2 separate regions of the Mus musculus genome follow, and region 1 is linked to region 2. A link is a contact called in public HiChIP or PLAC-seq data. All regions are on one chromosome and are shown on one strand. The core of a region is the stretch at or near the end of the contact, and the rest is flanking DNA. Distances in the headings are between cores, read along the strand shown. Region 1 overlaps Gfra1 (glial cell line derived neurotrophic factor family receptor alpha 1). Region 2 overlaps Atrnl1 (attractin like 1).

Region 1 (2,700 bases), core at 189-2,688, 450 kb after region 2:
TTGAAAGCTGTTCAGAAAGCCTGCTAAAAAAAAGTAAAACCAAAGACAAATGAAGAATTTAATATACAGCTTTACAAATGACCTAGTTTTTTCCTGGCAACCTCTAAGGAGGTAGATATTTTGTTGTTTTAAGTTTTGATTTTATTTATTTATTATGTTTTAATTAGCATGCAAAGTAACAGGTTTCCCTGTGGTATTTTATAACACTTAGTTTGGGCTCATTTCCCTCACACACTCTCCCTTTCTATCATCTCCCTGGCCCAGTCTCCCACCTCATACCCTAATCCTAATTTTATACTTAAGAAAAATAAGTCTTCATTCTAGAGGAAAACAGGGCACAACAGAACCTGGATTTTAAAACTACACACTAACTCCGCTGCAAATGCTTTCAACCCATGGCTACAATGGCTTAAGAGAAGTCATGTTGCCAGGGTTGAGACAGAAGGAGGGGCACACTTGTCAGGGAAAGGCAAAGGAGGGTGTGGCCCACAGAGGTCACCTCCATCTTATTGTGTTTACTGTAATTCCAGGGTAACCGTAATGAAGGGTTTGTATGTGCTGGGTGCTTGTTTCTGTGTTCATCATGCTCTCAACTCTCACAAGAACCTTACTGACTGGTAGCGTGGACCCCGCTATCTAGAAGAGGAGCCTGAGGCTGGGAGAAGGTCAGTGTGGACCCTTCCAAGTTATAAAACTCCATGGCTAGGGTTGGGGGATAGCCACAATCCATCCAGCCCCAGCCCCAGAGAGGACCCACAACCATTACACTAAGCACACACCTCGCCAAGAGCTCTGCTAAGCATTTCAGCTAGGATGGGATGCAGGTGAGCCTGAAAGTGAAAATATTCAATAAACTGAGTTTTAGATTTTGTCCTAAAGGCACGGGAGCCGCGGAAGGACTTTAAACTGACACATCTACACAATGAGATGTGTGTTAGAAAGACTCTTGCTTAGCTCTCTCAGATGTTCAGCAAAGATTTGCTTAGGACACTGCTTGGGTAGTAATGGGGCACAAAGCATGTAGCTGAGGACAGTGTGTGTATGTATGTATGTATGTGTGTGTGTGTGTGTGTGTGTGTGTGTGGTATGTTCCCAGAAGAATCACAGCAAAGCACTGAGGGGCAGGGAGAAATATAAAAGGAGAGAATGTGCCAAAATGGTGGCAGTCAACAAGCAGGAAAGAGCTGGTAGGCTACAGAGAGGCTCAGAGTGTGGCTAACTCATCAAAAAAATAGTGTTGTGGTGGGAAAGACAGGGTGGGTTTGCAGCTGTGGCTCTCCCAAGTACATGCGTCTTGAGAAGACACATTTTGATAGGTGGCTGGAACACTGGCTCTCAGCCCAGCAACTATCCACCTGAGTGCCTACTGTATACAACAGCTCCTGCAGCCCTTGGATACCACTCACGCACACACCTCCCCCGCTGACACTGGGTTATGAGTCATGCTGTAATCGGTTTCGGTGGCTTCCCTCCCTGCCCGGAGTGCTGTGATCTAACCAAGGACCTGCAAATGTCCAGCATAGGACGAACAAAGAAACTCCACGTTTGGATTTCTTCTGGAGACAGGAAATCTCCATGACTACAGCAGTGATGAGCGCTGATTGTTTTTCTCTGAGAAAATGAAAATGAAATGAATAGACGCTAATGTAGAAACGTATCACCCTCTGTCACAGAAAAAAAAAAAACCCACCCTCAAAGAAGAAGAAAGGGCTGGCAAATGCCATGAGCCTGTCAGGAAGCCTAAGCAACGGTGGTTGATGCAGAGAAAAGCATATTAAAGGGAACACACTGCTAGCTGTAAATAGAAATATAATCATAATGACAGTCTTGAAGCATCCCCTTGAACAGCAGATGGTCTCTGGACAGTGGGCAGGGAGATCATGTAACTACTTTTCCTGTAACTTTTAAGAAATATCATGTTATATAAAGCATAGGCAAACAGGTATCGGCAAGACTGGTGTAACTCCTGGATTACTGTAACCTCTAACTGATTTCCTGGGAGAGACCCTTAGATGAGAGCCATGTGGCTGGCAATGTTGAGCCTAGGTGAAAAACTCTGATCCTGTATAGGATCCCTTACTAACCACAGTGGCTAAGTACAATGTTTAACATCTTAGCCTAGGGGTTTCCTTCTACAAACCTAAGAAATGCAGCGTGTGGGACACAAGGCTGCCTGCAAACAACAGCAAGAACTACTTTTTGTTCTTCAAGTGTTACTGTTCTTGTTATCTGAGTCCCATTCTGCCATTAACCATGATTTTAGTGTCAAGACACCTGGTTTCCTATGAGGGTATGGAAGAAGAGTTCTCCATACCCAGGGTTCCTCATCCAGCTCGCAAGGCAAGAGAGGCTGGAGCACCTGCTTAGAGTCCCAGAGTGGTGGCCACAGGTGGCATCCTTTGGAGAGGGAATTGTCATGTGTTTGTAGAAGCCTTGCAGGGAGGAAATACACATTTTTCCCCCTGGGGTCTTGAAGTCATCTAGCATAAACTTGTTCTTCATGCTTGGTCTTCATGTTCCCCTGGCTTATAGGTGGTAGTGAGATTTTGTGAAGGAACATGTGGGGGGCAGGGCATGCCCATAAAAGAAGGTGGCCCTATCTATGAATCAGGCCCTCCTTTGGTTCTTTGGACCTCACCAGAATCCATGTAGTATTAAAGGACTTGATTATCCAATGAAATCTGGTGTCTTAGTCAGGGT
Region 2 (2,700 bases), core at 143-2,642:
TCGAGAGCATTCTTTCCATCTCTATATTTTGGAATAGTTTTTTAAGAGAACTGGTGTTAATTCGTAGAGTATTTGGCAGAACTCAGCCGCGGCACTGGTCCGTCTTAGGATTTCTTTGGTTAGCAGTTTTTACATTAACTTCCATCTTTTTGTGCTACTCTGTTGAGATTCCCTGTTCCTTCTTGATTCTGTCTCCCTGTTTGCCTTTCAGCCTTGGGGTCCTCTGTTCCTAAGTACTTCCTGTTGTTCCTAAGTACTTCCTGTTGCTGACCTGGTTTTGTGGTTTAGTTACAATTATAGAAATCTTCCTAAAGCAGCTCTAGTGGTGAGATTCAGCATTTGTTTGTTTGTGAAAGTATCTATTTTTCCTATCTTGAAAGTCTTTGCTATATTGCTCATGGTTAGCCTTTCCTTTTCCCCTCTTTTTCTGGTTATTCTTTTAGCACCATGAATATAAAGCCTTATCATTTTAGCCTGAAAAAATAAAATCAACAAATACTGTGGACCCTTTCTCATAAGCAACATCTTTTCATGGCCGGAGCCTCCAGCAGATTGTTTTATTGGGGCTATATGGGCTTCTCTTTAGATTTGTATTATTTTTAAAGCCTTTGACTCGCTAGCATTAGTCTTCTGTTTTCTTCTCCAGGTTTAGATAGTTTTCCTCTACTGTTTCTTTGAGTAAGGTTTCTGTTCCCTTTGTCCCATTCCCTTCCTGTTTCTGCAGTAATGTCCACTGTGCAGTGTCCTTTATCACTGTCCCCTACATTCCCACTGCAGTAATGTCCACTGTGCAGTGTCCTTTATCACTGCCCCCTACATTCCCACTAGAGTAATGTCTCCTGTGCAGTGTTCTTTATCACTGTCTCTACATCCTTGCACCTGTCTTCAGCCATCTGGTCTACCTTGCCTTTTATGCATCCTGCTAGACTATTCTGGTTCCTCATCTCACACCCTCCTCTTCTTCCCTTGATCTGTGGAATCCATGGCCTGAGTGATTTTTATTCTGCGCCTGCGATCTCTGCCTGATATCTGTTCAATTTTTTATTTCCCCTCTACTTTCAAAGTCTGCCTTTTATATATTACCTCTTTGTCTCTGAATGACTGAGGTTTTATCTGAAGTAAATAATGTGACTTCATTCAATAAAACCAGGTTTTAGTACAGCTATTCTCAGCCTGTGAGTTGTGGCCCCTTTGGAGAGAGTCTAGTGTCCTTTCACAGGGTTTCTGGCTATGGTTGGGTGGCCACAGCATTGGGAAAGTTGAGGCCCACTGCTGTAGAGGCTCAGCATTCCTTCATCTGGAGCACATTTCACTGTGTTCCTTTATGTTGGGTCTCTGGTCCTGTAGAATTATGTATATGTTTAACCAGGCCAACATGTCTGGTGCCTCTCCAATCTTTGTGTTTGCCCAGAGCTGTTCCCTCAGTGGCCCCCAGGAGACCGCTGTGCTTCATGGCCTCTCAAAGAAAGACTGAAATGAGTTTTTTTGAGATACATCTGGGAAAGCTTGCATAGTTCAATATCTGTCTTGATTTCTTCTGTTCTCGTGGAGAAGATGAGTGTTAGATTTGATTTTCACTTCCTCAGTAAAGATGGGGAGAAGTTCTATGTTAAATGCCTTCAGGCTCATTCAGGATGACACACCCTCTTTGGGAACAACCCTGGAAGAATGCCCCCATTGAATGTTATTTATTTGCTCTCTAGAGTCCTCTTTGCCTTCAAAGCACGGTGACTTAACACCCAGTACCGTCAAGGATGAACACGAAGCTTGGAATCTTATATTTGTCATAGAAACCATTCATTTCTGAGAGGAAATGCTGGGCATTCCAGCTGTGCAGGGGGCACCCTTTCCAGCTGTGCTGTTGGCAGCCTTTCCAGCTGTGCTGTTGGCAACCTTTCCAGCTGTGCTGTTGGCACCCTTTCCAGCTGTGCTGTTGGCACCCTTTCCAGCTGTGCTGTTGGCACCCTTTCCAGTTTTGCTGGGGGTACCCTTTGCTGCTGTGCAGGGGGCACCCTTTCCAGCTGTGCTGTTGGCACCCTTTCCAGCTGTGCTGTTGGCACCCTCTCCAGCTGTGCTGGGGGCACCCTTTCCACACTTTTGAGCTGTGCTGTTTGCACGTGAGCTTGGTCTTCCTGTCTGCTTAGATTTTTTATTTGCCCAGGGTACACTCTTGTCAGTTGGTCCCTGGCTTTCTCTAAGAGGGAATTGGTCTCTCTGTAGGTAGATGCTTGTCAAGTGTGTGGAGTAGAGAGAGAAATAAGTCTGAAACCTCGTGCTCCATCATCTTACAGACCTTCCTAACATATTAGTGTTAAAACTAAGAGAAGTGATTACCTACATCTGAAGCATTTTCTATGTAGGATATTTGCCTGCTAAGGAAGTTATGACTATTATTCCAGCTATTGTAAATCAATCACTAGTGTTTTAGGGAAGTACTAATAAAATAATAATTATGGGGGAACATATCTCTATGAGTTGTCATGGTATTGGGAAACATGATTAATTTACAATAAAATTAAAATATATTATAACATTAAAATGCATGTGAAGATTAATGCATTTATAATATAAAAATCCATTAACTAATTTATGCCAATAATATCAAGTGATTGTGTAAATTGTCACTACTCATATAAAATTGGAGACATTTTAAATAATGTCTATTTAAATAACTATTTAAAAATCAATTACACTTGAGTG

What was found. HiChIP or PLAC-seq counts read pairs in DNA pulled down with a chosen protein or histone mark.
Region 1: a contact with region 2 is called in a FOXA1 HiChIP or PLAC-seq map of pancreatic cancer cells. The contact joins two enhancer-like sites.

The regions. Positions count from the first base shown.
Region 1 is chr19:58,274,058-58,276,757 of GRCm38.p6, forward strand. The region is part of intron 6 of Gfra1 (glial cell line derived neurotrophic factor family receptor alpha 1); the gene reads right to left. Among named protein-coding and RNA genes, the nearest start is that of Gm46650, 19 kb to the right of the region's middle. Within about 2 kb of position 1,439, at least 12 of the 459 cell types and tissues checked have an H3K27ac peak or open chromatin away from gene starts, as enhancers often do. A contact at or near this core is called in pancreatic cancer cells, where this site is marked.
Region 2 is chr19:57,821,924-57,824,623 of GRCm38.p6, forward strand. The region is part of intron 26 of Atrnl1 (attractin like 1); the gene reads left to right. Among named protein-coding and RNA genes, the nearest start is that of Gm52385, 100 kb to the right of the region's middle. Within about 2 kb of position 1,393, at least 16 of the 459 cell types and tissues checked have an H3K27ac peak or open chromatin away from gene starts, as enhancers often do. A contact at or near this core is called in pancreatic cancer cells, where this site is marked.